Regions from separate parts of the Triticum aestivum genome. Here region 2 is linked to region 1. The links are chromatin contacts, called in public Hi-C maps. All regions are on one chromosome and are shown on one strand. The core of a region is the stretch at or near the end of the contact, and the rest is flanking DNA. Distances in the headings are between cores, read along the strand shown.

Region 1 (5,756 bases), core at 425-2,924:
CCCGCCAGGAATGGGCAGATGCTTTCTTCACTTCAGTTTTGCAAAATCCTATCTGCCACCTCGTCATTGCCGTCGGCGGCCGTGTCATCCTCGATCTGACGAAGTGGTGGCCAGGCTCGAGCGCGTCGTCGGTAGAGATGACGTCCCTGGCGAAGTAGAGCTACACCAACATGGAATCTCGGGGATGCAGGTCATGATGGAATTCGCTACTAGTGAAAAGACCTGGAGATGGAGCCGTGCCGCGAGAGCGTTATGTGCGCGATTGCATGCTGTCAAGCTCTACCAGACGAGGCCTAGCAGCCCCACAGGTGGAGATGAGCACCGTGGTCGCGGGTCCGGACACTCAGAATGAACGGCCGCAAGGGTGCTACTGATCGTGGAGTCCGAGAAGACCGTGGTCGAAAGGCCGCCATCGCAGCCATTAGCCTATTTTATTATAGTTGTATCAAAATGTTGCTTATCGACATTTTAAGTCGCTGATTGTATGTAAAAGCGACAGATTTTGCCCATAATTTATAGGAAGTACCAACGTTTGTTTGAACATTTCTGTCTTTTAAATTCAAGTTCTGGCCAACTGACTGGCACCCGTGGGTAAGCACTACGTGCGTTATGCTAGCTCGTGCTTCCTTATTTTTTAAGTTTTTCATATTAATGGTGTTATATATCCAAACAAGCTAACGTTTCCCGCCACTCTCCCAGTCGGTTTCTCGCAACTCCCCCCACTAGTTTCCCAACACCAGCGTCGGTGGGCATAAAATGCTAGGGGGCGACAAACCGGCCATACCACAATATCCCATTCCAAGCATGTCAATCCGTTGAAGCGCCACCCCATCATCAATGTCCTCGACGAGGAGAATGAGCCGAAGCAGGCCAGAGAGCAAGAACGACCTCGTGCCGCCGAGCAAGAATGAGACATCTTCGTCGCAACGCAGAGCAAGATTAGCAATCCGTTGCCGCGCAAGAGCACTATAGCACCACCGAGCAACGGCTGCGGAGCACCGCACTGACTGAGCGGCGCCATACCACCATCCCAGGGAGCCGCCCCGCCGCGCCGATGAAGTGCCAATGTTGACCCCCTGCGTAGCCGATGACCACCACAACGTTGCACGCGAACCTGCCTTCCGTGGATGCGATGAGCCGAAGACACCCCCGCCACCATCTGTCGCACGGGCTTTGCCCGACAACCTCCTCTAATGGCGGCGAGAAGGGGAGAAAGGATGGAGAAGGTGGCGGCGGCTAGGGTTTATCCACTCGCATGTGCCGCTCAAGTTTGATATGAGAATTGGGCAGATATTTAAAACGTATTATCCAAGATTCAGAAAACACGGGACAGCCGATTACTACTAAAAGACCTTTCTAATCTATACTTTGCTCTCTTGGCCCTGCTTCAGTTTTTTTGGAGTACAACAGATCCTGCTCCATTGCGTGCTGAAATTAGGTTCGGCGCCCCGAAAGAAAAAAAACAGGTTCGGCGGTGTCGACAGCGACGCAAGCCCGGTATTCTTTTTCTGCAAATGCCGAGCCGAATGAACCGGAGCACGAGAGAACAAACAAACAAAGCTCCCCCCACTAAACACACGGCCCCACCACTTATTTACACCCACTTCTGGGCTTCTGCCAAAGCCCGTAAATCGTAATCACCTCCCGACTTTCCCCTCTTCCTTCCATCCCACTCGCACCACCACCTTCCCCCACACATCAATCGCAAACCCCCGCAAGTACCACGTCGCAGATGCCGCATTAGCTCCGAAAATCCAAAACCATTCCTCCCCACCCACCCCGACCTCGCTCCCCCCCGCGGCGACGGCGGCCATGACGACCGGATCCAACGCCGACCACTACGGCCCGCCCTCCTACCCGCAGCGCCGCCCGCACTACGGGGGCGCCCCGCCCTCCTACGGCTCCTCGGCCTCCTTCCGCGGCTGCTGCTGCTGCATCTTCATGCTCGTCATCTTCCTCGCCCTCCTGGCCCTCGCCGTCGCGCTCGTCGTCGTCCTCGCCGTCAAGCCCCGCAAGCCCCAGTTCGACCTCAACCAGGTCGCCGTCCAGTACCTCCTCGTCGCCCCGCCGTCCCCGGCCGCGTCGCCGAACGTCGCCGCGGCCCCCGCCGCCGCCTACCTCTCCCTCAACATCACGCTCCTCTTCACCGCCGTGAACCCCAACAAGGTGGGCATCCGCTACGCCGCCACGGCGTTCGACGTCATGTACCACGGGGTGCCGCTCGGGGTGGCGGCCGTGCCCGGGTTCGAGCAGCCCGCGCACAGCACCCGCCTGCTCCAGACCCGCGTCATCGTCGACCGCTTCAACGTCCTCCAGTCCGACGCCCAGGACCTCATCCGCGACGCCGCGCTCAACGACCGCGTCGAGTTCCGCATCACCGGCGACGTCGCCGCCAAGATCCTCGTGCTCGGCTTCTCCTCCCCCAAAGTCCAGGTAAAATTTTACCACCGCAATCCTGCACCCGGAACAAACTTTTTTGTTCTCTTCCTCCGCAAGCTCTGGGCTGATCGAAAGGGACTCGTGAACAAAACCTGCAGGTGTCGGTGGACTGCGCGATCGACATCAGCCCCAAGAGGCAGTCGGTGACATACAAGCAATGCGGCGTGGACGGGCTAAGCGTGTAGGCAGCAAGCGAACCAAACCAACCTCGCCGCCGCCGCAACACCGCAGAAGCGGAGGCTACTGGTATTAATCTAGTGGGGATAGATATATGTGGATGGGAATCTGTACGTCGATTCTAGTCTCTAATCTCGGGTTTTGATTCCTTTACTGCGCGTGGGGCCGGGTAAATTTTGAGCTCTCACCTCTCCTCGCCTTAGTAGGTTGAGGTTACCACTGATTCTTGTGAATTATTGCTGGATGCCATTAGCAGTGAGTATATAAATCAGTCGCCATGGTTCTTCCATGGCCGTTGCTTAGGAGCAAAGGAAGTGGTGCGGGGCTAAAGGCGAGGAGCGAGTGGAATCTGACCGACCCCTTTCCGCTCGCTGCTCCTTGCTGTTCGCGTCCGTAGAATGGTTTCCCTTCGCGTGTTTGTTCGCTTGGGGTGGGAGTCGGTGGGGAACTGCGCTGTCCGACGCACATCGCCACGCCCTTGCTCTGCTTCAGCCGGTAGTGGTGGAGGTGCCGGGTGCGCCATGGAAACGCGAGCAGGAGGCGACGAGCTCGTACGGTTGGTTTCCTGCTTCCATGGTGCCATTTCGTCGTGGTGGGGCCAGACCGTCAAAGGCAGCTGTACGGTTACTTCCTTGGAGCGTGGGATGGGCAGCTTGGCATTGCGTGGAAAAAGTTTGTTTGAAGTTGAAATTTGACGTTCCATTCCGTGCGACGCTTGTCGACAGACGACAGGAATATGCTAGTACTACGTGTTTTGATTATTTAGAAAATGGTGGGATCTACAGCCGACCGGATGTTAAACCGTGTTAAACTAGGGGATGAAGATGGGTTTTTCTGACAACGAATCTCAGTTTGCACATGGCATGACATGGTTTTTGTGATTCTGTGCGAGACTTCCAGTCATCATTGTGTTGATGCACAAGCTTGTTGTGCCATCGAATTGCATTCCCCCCCCCCCCCCCCCCCCCCCCCTCTATTGGTGGTTGGGGGAAGAGGATTGTCCTACATTCGTGTATTAAATTTGTTGTCACGTCTTCAAGTTTCATCAAAAGTTGTACTATAATAGCACTGTGTGCCTGTTACAAGTTGTTCATCAGACTTATCACGGATATCCTACAGATCACTAGTCCTATCGAGCGAGGTACGAGTAAACGATTAAGCCACTAGATCGAACCTCACTTCCCTTGACCAGACCACCCAAGTCGCTGCATCACAATCCGCCGACTGCGGGTAGTGAGAGCTTTCGTGGTTGGTACAACACAACACGATATACAACGCGGCAGCCCGTCGTGATCCTGGAATCCGATCTCCGGACCAGCAGCCTTTTGTTTTGCGTTCCTTCTTGCGTTGAGTTGCTTTGACGTTTGCCTTTTATTTTGGTGTATAGCGACCATCGTTCTTGACCCAACAAGGACTCACGAGCCACCGCCGTAGCCTCGCCGTTTCCTACGCGCGCCGCTACGTACGTTACGTCGCCCTGGGTCTGGACGGACACTGACGTGTGTGTCTTTAATCAGGCAACTATATCGTCGGCTCCATCTCCTGGATCCTCTGCGTCCGTGTTACTGTGGCGGGCCAGATGCGTTAGTGCAACTCCTTCTCTTTTCTAGCTGTACTCGAGTTACCGGGAAGTGCATTGATGTGGAACTGCGGACTGTGCTAGCATTGGAAGTGGTCAATGTGGGTGCCTCTGCGCGTCAGTGTGGCAGACAGTGAGGCTGGTCACAATGGGCAGAAACTTAGGGGGTGTTTGGTTCAGGGACCTTTTAGTCCCAGAGACTAAAAAAAGTCCCTAAAAAGTCCCTAGAAACCAAATGGGAGGGACTTTTTCTGCAGGGACTAGAAAAAGACTACTAGAGAGTCTTTTTTGATTAGTCCCCTGGGACTAGAAAAAGTCCTAGGACTTCTGAACCAAACACCCCCTTAGGAGTAACATCACACACTCTAATACAAGTTTGCTTATGTGGCATATATTTAATGAAGAGAAAGGTGCTTGTGGTAACTAGCTAAGTTACCGGAACATCACACACTCCAAGAAACAATGAGTCTATATCCTAATAAGACTACCCACAATGGGAGTAATATAGATAGTAACATCACATATATCTAGATAAAATAGATGATGTGGCAAGCAATAAATGAAGGAAGAGAGGCATGTAGTAACATAGCTAGTTACTACTAGTATGAATAACATCACACATATCAAGACAAGATGAGTCTATAGCATAATAAATGAAGTGTTGCATGTTACCACACATATGTTACTCCTCACTATAGAGGTAGTAACATAGAGTGCATGTTACTACTCTATGTTACTACCCATTGTGGCTAGTCTAAATACATCGCTACATGACACTACATACATGTTCCTACCCACTATGAAGATAGTAACATAGTCTAAAAAACTGTGTAGGTTACTAGCTTAAGCTTATGTTCCTGCCCATTGTGACCAGCCTAAGGTCAGGAACGTAGGAAACGGAGCTCTGAACACTACCGGCCGAGATGAAACGGACATTTCCGGGGAACGGTTTGTTGGGACCTGGGTGGGACCCGCGAGACGGAAATGTACCGGCGCTCCAGACCAACATTTTGACGATATACAACGCGGCAGCCCGTCGTGATCCTGGAGTCCGATCTCCGGACCAGCCATTTGTCTCGTGTTCCTTCTTGCGTTGAGTTGCTTTGACGTTTTGCCTTTTATTTTGGTGTATAGCGACCATCATTCTTGACCCAACAAGGACTCACGAGCCACCGCCGTAGCCTCGCCGTTTCCTACGCGCGCCGCTACGTACGTGACGTCGCCCTGGGTCTGGACGGAGACCGACGTGTGTGTCTTAATCATCGTCGGCCAGATGCCCTTGGGTGCAATTCCTTTGCTTTTCTAGCTGTACTCGAGTTACCGAGGAATGCATTGATGCGGAACTGCGGAGTGCGGACTGTGCTATTGGAAGTGGCTGCTCGTCAGGGTGCCAAACAGTGAGTACTGGAAACGGTGGCAAATCTTTTGCCTTGTTTCAAAAAAAAAATTACTGGAAACGGAGCTCTGAACGCTACCGGCCGAGATGAAACGGACATTTTCTGGGAACCGTTTGTTGGGGCCTGGGTGGGACCCGACAGACGGAAATGTACCGGCGCTCCAG
Region 2 (6,248 bases), core at 3,091-5,590, 440 kb before region 1:
TGAGACATAACGAAGTCTCAGTTAGCAAAACTGTTTTTAAAACCATGGTAATGTAAAACCTCAGTATTCCAATGTTTGGGTGATGAATACTCTACTTTTTTTAAACCACAGTTTTATAATTTTGGTTTAGAAAAAGACATCAAGACGCCTTTAAAAAATATTGTGGTTTAAAGCTATGTGCCAAATACACCATACAGTAGTTAACAAAACTATGGTTTCTAAAAAACACAATATTCTAGAAATACTGCAAAAATACTTGGCTGTCAAACACAGCCTAAAGTTTGGTCTTACCCTAACAAAATGTAATTCTTGGCCAACCCTCTTATATCACAGATCTTTGTTTATAAGAATTGTTTTTGCTATGCTGCTGATTAAAAATATGTGCTTAAATTTTTGTTTTGCTGGTAAGAGTAACCGGTGCCGTCTGAAAGACCCAACCGTGTGTTCAGACGTTCCCTAGATTCAATGATCATCCTGGAGTACTTGTAATGTTTGCCATATTTATCAGCAGAATCCAAAGAGCAAGTCCGAGGTTTCACCTAAATAGTTGCCAAAACAAGTCGACCAATACAGGCATACAGGCCAATATCATGAAAGTCGATACTTCAGCATTTGAAATTTTGGAGAGTACATAGTAGCATGACAAAGAGTAACCGTACATCATGGCTGGGTTGAAACGTCAGAACTGGAAATCCACAAGGATTTAGTTCGGAACAAGGGCCATGACTAGTTTTGACGACATAAAGCTTAACCTCTCAGCCATGTGTTCCTGTAGGACGAGTTGTCTCGCAGCGAGGCGTCATGTGGCTTGTACTCCATCAGATAGGTGTGCGGCAGCTTCAAGTGCCTCTTAATCGAGTCTCTTAATGTCATCACAGCCTGCAAGGCACAAGAGTATGAGTGAATGAATAACAGAGAGAGAAAAAACTCCTCACTGGTGATAACACAGTCAAATCCAAACAAAATAGTCGAGAAGCATCAGGTGATATCACAAACCTGGTGGTCTGATGCATTCCGATTCCAGACGCTCAGGATGTCTTCATTGAAACGACAACTTAGCACGATGCCACAAACATCATCACTATAATCAAGTTGATCACCCACTAGAACCAGCACCTGGACAAATAAACAGGATGGGCGAAAAGAATTAAAATCTAAGCCATGGACAGCTGCAGGACCTATTTAATCCAAGTAATCCTTATAGAAATTGTTAATCAACAGAACACATTTTGGACAATCAGGTATCATTATTGAGGCACTGTGTAACTGAATGACTGTGATCCCATGGATTGAAAAGGGGAAGACAAGCCTTGGTTTGAAATCGCTCCTATGACTGAATAACTGAATGACTGTGATCACATAGAATGAACAGCCACATCAAAAAGTATGCAAAGCAAAGCATGCCATGCTGAAAAGAGAAAATGGAAACCTAAATGAGCTGCCTAAACAAGAACACACATGGCATAAACATGTCCTTGGCCGCACAGCAATGGAAAGGAGAGCAGAGAAAAGCAGAACAAAGGCAGGAAATGAAATATGAATGAGCAAAGAAAAATTGCTGTGAATGTGGCGTCAACGAAAATCAGGCATGATAGAGAAAAGAAGATAGTGGCAGAAAATAATGATAAAAAAACTACTTGTTGCAAGTACAACAGAGCATGTAAAATCAGCTAGATGTGAGGGCTCATGGTGGGAGACCAGAATGAGAGTAAAGTCAAACAGTTGCAGTAGGAAAACACACAAGGGTGAAGTGCCATTTCCATTTCATTAGTAAAACCAATTTATGAGTAAATGCAACACATATCTTCCTCTCTAAAATTAGTATCCTCGTACTCATGCAATATCCGCAAAACTACTCAGACAAATAAATAAGAAACAAAAATGATGTTAAACAGGCACTGCATATTACCATGAAGAGTGTGGGATGGGATGTGACAACAACTCATAAAGGGCATCTATGCATCCAAATGTTTCTCATAGTCTTCGTTTTTAATGCAGCACAAACAAAGAATCCCCACTTCCCAAGGCAAACATTCACAAAGTTACAGAGCCAAAGGTTTTGTTTGTGGAAACAATAGCATAGGTAATAATCCTGTTCCATATTTTAAAACCCACTGCGCCCATTGTACTAGTGATGCATAAATCGACTATTAGGAGGCATGCATGCTATTATTTGCAATCTTGTTTTCAAAAATATTGATAGGGAAACTAGACTGCCAAACTTGAATATTTATACACTAAATCAAGTGTTAGAGATAAGGGACTTCAAACAAAGAAAATACAAAATTAAAGAAAAGGAAATGGTGATAAGAAGTATGGCTCAGTAGACATGTGTAAATTTGTAAACTATAGCATATGGCATGCATGCTTAAGAAAGCAGTCAACTGTAACCGCAGACCAGTGCATCTTGGAAGGCTGCTAATTAATTTATGGATCAGCGTCAACTTCTTCTATGCTGAACCATTTGCTTCAAATCATAAGTGCACACAGTAAACATGAAATAGCAATAATACTACCTCAGATCTCAGGCTTATGCTGGTACTGGTAACAGGGAGCCAGACCACAATGCGCTACAAGGCTGTTTGGTTTAAGGGATAGCCTTATACAGGGAGATCTAGGCTCATCATGGGTAATCCCATGTTTTCATGTCATGGCCCTAGTCTCCATCGTTTATTGGCATAGCATAACGTCGGTGCATTGCTACGGAACCACAAAAATGATTCAGTTGTATTGGATTATTAGTAGTATATAACAACCAATGCACGTGCAACACTGCAGAGAACTCAAACTCAATCAAGCAGCCAACACTGCACTTGCGTAACTGCGGCAGCGATGAGAACACCATTGCAAGCTATGTTTTTTTTTCTCTCCAAATTGGAGGGGTCTCATGGGTTCTAGATGACTGAGGGAGATTAGGGTGGAGTGGGGGAGGGAACCCACCACCACCACTACTAACTCCCATTTATAAGATAGTAGAGACTATGGTCATGACTCGTGAGGAATACCGTTCTGAAGGAAAAATAATAATTCCACTCTATAAACGGAACAAGGACTATCCTGTTTCAAATCTAGACCTAATTTTCTTGCTTCGCTTGAGCAGTGAAATATTTGATCCATCACTAACTCCTCACGGCATCCACGTGGTTATAATGCAATTAAAGGCCAGTCATGAACAAAATAAAAACATTACTTGAGAATCCCATGATAAAAACTAGAATTTTTCACAGATCAAGTAGGCTACTGTGTACTTCATGGTGGCACAGGCAAGGGAAGTCCTAGTTGAGGGTTTAAAGAACAACAACCGAAGTTTGTATGATGACCAAATCTTACAGCCCAACGAAAGCACAAATAGATTATTTACCAAATCCTCCCAGAAACGCCCAGAAACAGCCTTCTTGAACCGTATAATCCACTTGCCACCATTCCGATTTGCAGGATCCTGCCCAGTCAAAATGCATTAACCACTAGAAGCATGGGTAGACATGATATACCAATACTAAACACAGACACGACTGACGAAACAACAGCTTGTTCCGAGCAATATGGATAGACATGACACCAATACTAAACACAGACACGACTGAAAAAACAACAGCTTGTTGCGAGTAATACCTCCCAGAGTGGACGGACACCCTCTTTGAAAAGATGCAGGTCCGTGGGGCTCGGGAGGGAAGACGGGCGTGCGAGGTGGCAGTAGCAAACCCAGAACGACTCGACCTAAAGCCATCCAATTCCAAACAGCAACATCAATCAGTAAGCTCCACTGACAGAAGTAAGAAAAAAAACCTGGAAACAATCTGCTGTGCCGGAGACACGTACAGTGCTGAAATCGACGATCTTCTTGATGTTGTCCTCGTACGACTGCGACCTCGTCCCGGGCGTCCGGCGCGTGTACCAGAGCACGAGCTTGCGCTGCGGACAACAAGGGGCTATTACATCCGGCTTTCTCTGAGATTCAAAGGTTTGGCATTTCTGGAACGGGAAACGGGGAAAGGGTTTAGATCTAGCGGCGGCGGGCGGGTCTTACCCTGAGGGGATGGAGGCCGGCCTTGAGCTCGCGGTTGCGGCGCTCGCTTTCCTCCGCCTCCGCCTCGTCCTCCTCCTCGACGGCGGCGGGCGGCGCGTCCTCGGCCCGGGCGTGCGACGGCTGCAGCTGCTCCTCCTGCTCGGGCACCTTCCTCTCCACCGCCGGCTCCATGGCGCGCCCTCGTGCGGCGATTTGGTCGGCTGGGTGGGGGTGTTGAGAGAGAGAGAGACGAGGAAGGGTCCGGGAGACGCGTGACGAGGGGATGGGAGTGGGTTTGGGCCTTTTTGGTCCTCTTCGATCGGGATGAACCGTGCCAGGGAGCGCTTCTATTCCGTGGGTGTGGGTTGAAATCTTTCCTTTATTTTATTTTTTTACCATGGTAAACGATTCACTACGGCCGACCGACTTGTAGAGCTTTTTTTCGCCGGGCACCTCGTCACGCGATGGAAATGAGCCAATCCAACGACGACCCGTGCTCTCGCGGTACAAACTTATCCCTTTCCTTTCTCTCTCCCATCGTTCGCCTTCGTCTCTCACCTCTCGCGTCAGCATCTTTTTCCATCTTACACGCGATAGCTCCTCCACTGTCGAGGCTCGCATCCAACCTTCTCCCTATCATGGCCAGCGGAGCCATTGCCCACATGTCCTTCCCGCTCCGCCGCGTCCAAGCTGCTACGACCTAATGCAAAAGAAAAACTATGATTTTGCAACCGGGAGCAACGGTACCCAGCTATTCACTAGGGACTTCTTCGAGGTGGCGCATCGGGCAATCGATCAGCTGAGAGCTGATTTGTTGGCTGAGAAAACTACCCTGGTCGAGAGCCGTTGGGGCCCAGATGAGGCATGGAAAGCCTTCCACGACCATGCTGAGCGTACCCGAAAGGAAGACGATGCCGCACATGAGAAAGCCGCCGAGGCTCTGGGCAAGCCTAGAAGATTCGGGATGGCGCAATTATGGACGATCAGGGTATCCTGAGTGCGCCCCCTGTCGGAGCTAAGTCCGGCAGATCTCAGGTAAGGGGTCCCGAGCTGGTGGTCTCGGCTAGATAGTAACATGAAGAATAGGGACGCGGTGTTTATCCTGGTTCAGGCCCTCTTGAAGAGATAATACCCTACTCCTGCTCTTGTTTATATTTTGTTGATGGAGTACAAAGTTCATGTGATCTACCTCGAGATCGTATGAATGAGTCTAAAAGTCTTGCTTCTACGGGCTAAACCCTTCGGCTTATATAGGGGTCATCTTCAATTCTTGAGCCGGCACATGAGCTCGTCGTGAAAATTTCTGACAGCCGTCACATCCGCCTATGTTGTCTCAACATAGCCGGTCCCAAGCCCGGGTAAAGGAGGAGGGTTGTGATAGGCTTGGCGAGCCAACGTAAAAACTCAGCCGCTCTTATGGAGATGAAACCCAAAAGATTTTCGTTGGGGCGTAACCCTCTCAGCGACGCGCCACATCGGAACCCGGGTGTGGTGGAAAATGAGCAAGGGCCGGGCCGTGACCCCCCAAGTGGCGTGCCGTATCTTGATCCGGATACGGTGGCAAGTGAGCGAGGATCGGGTCGTCGCATCCTTAGTGGCGCGCTACATCGGCGCCCGGATGTAGTGGAAAATGAGCAAGGGTCTTCGCATTTGACTCGACGAGTGCGAAGGGTAAGGAAGCTATCCGAGCCTAGGAGGATTCGCTTAGGTAGCTGGAACGTAGGTTCTCTGACAGGGAAGCTTCGGGAGCTAGTTGATGCAGCGATGAGGAGAGGTGTTGATATCCTTTGCGTCCAAGAAACCAAATGGAGAGGACAGAAGGCGAAGGAGGTGGAGGATACCGGCTTCAAGCTGTGGTATACGGGGACAGCTGCAAACAGAAATGGCGTAGGCATCTTGATCAACAAGAGCCTCAAGTATGGAGTGGTAGACATCAAGAGACGTGGGGACCGGATTATCCTGGTCAAGCTGGTAGTTGAGGACTTGGTTCTCAATGTTATCAGTGCGTATGCCCCGCAAGTAGGCCACAATGAGAACACCAAGAGGGAGTTCTGGGAAGGCCTGGAAGACATGGTTAGGAGTGTACCGATTGGTGAGAAGCTCTTCATAGGAGGAGACCTCAATGGCCACGTGGGTACATCTAACACAGGTTTTGAAGGGGCGCATGGGGGCTTTGGCTATGGCATCAGGAATCAAGAAGGAGAAGATGTCTTAAGCTTTGCTCTGGCCTACAACATGATTG

The links. A called contact is a pair of places that touch in the nucleus more often than the background predicts.
Region 2: a contact with region 1 is called in a Hi-C map of leaf, with 5 times the contacts expected there. The contact joins the promoter of LOC100049030 here to the promoter of LOC123097985 in region 1. A contact is called at or near these places in 3 of 5 Hi-C or Micro-C datasets (all in leaf).

What each region holds. Positions count from the first base shown.
Region 1 is chr4D:370,662,849-370,668,604 of IWGSC CS RefSeq v2.1, reverse strand. LOC123097985 reads left to right here and starts at 1,674. Exons shown (of 2, transcript XM_044519851.1): 1 at 1,674-2,433; 2 at 2,538-2,918. The coding sequence starts at 1,813. The coding sequence ends at 2,624.
Region 2 is chr4D:371,102,174-371,108,421 of IWGSC CS RefSeq v2.1, reverse strand. LOC100049030 (eukaryotic translation initiation factor NCBP-like) reads right to left here and starts at 4,340. Exons shown (of 6, transcript NM_001405089.1): 1 at 4,028-4,340; 2 at 3,820-3,912; 3 at 3,613-3,717; 4 at 3,362-3,439; 5 at 997-1,116; 6 at 291-879. The coding sequence starts at 4,198. The coding sequence ends at 748.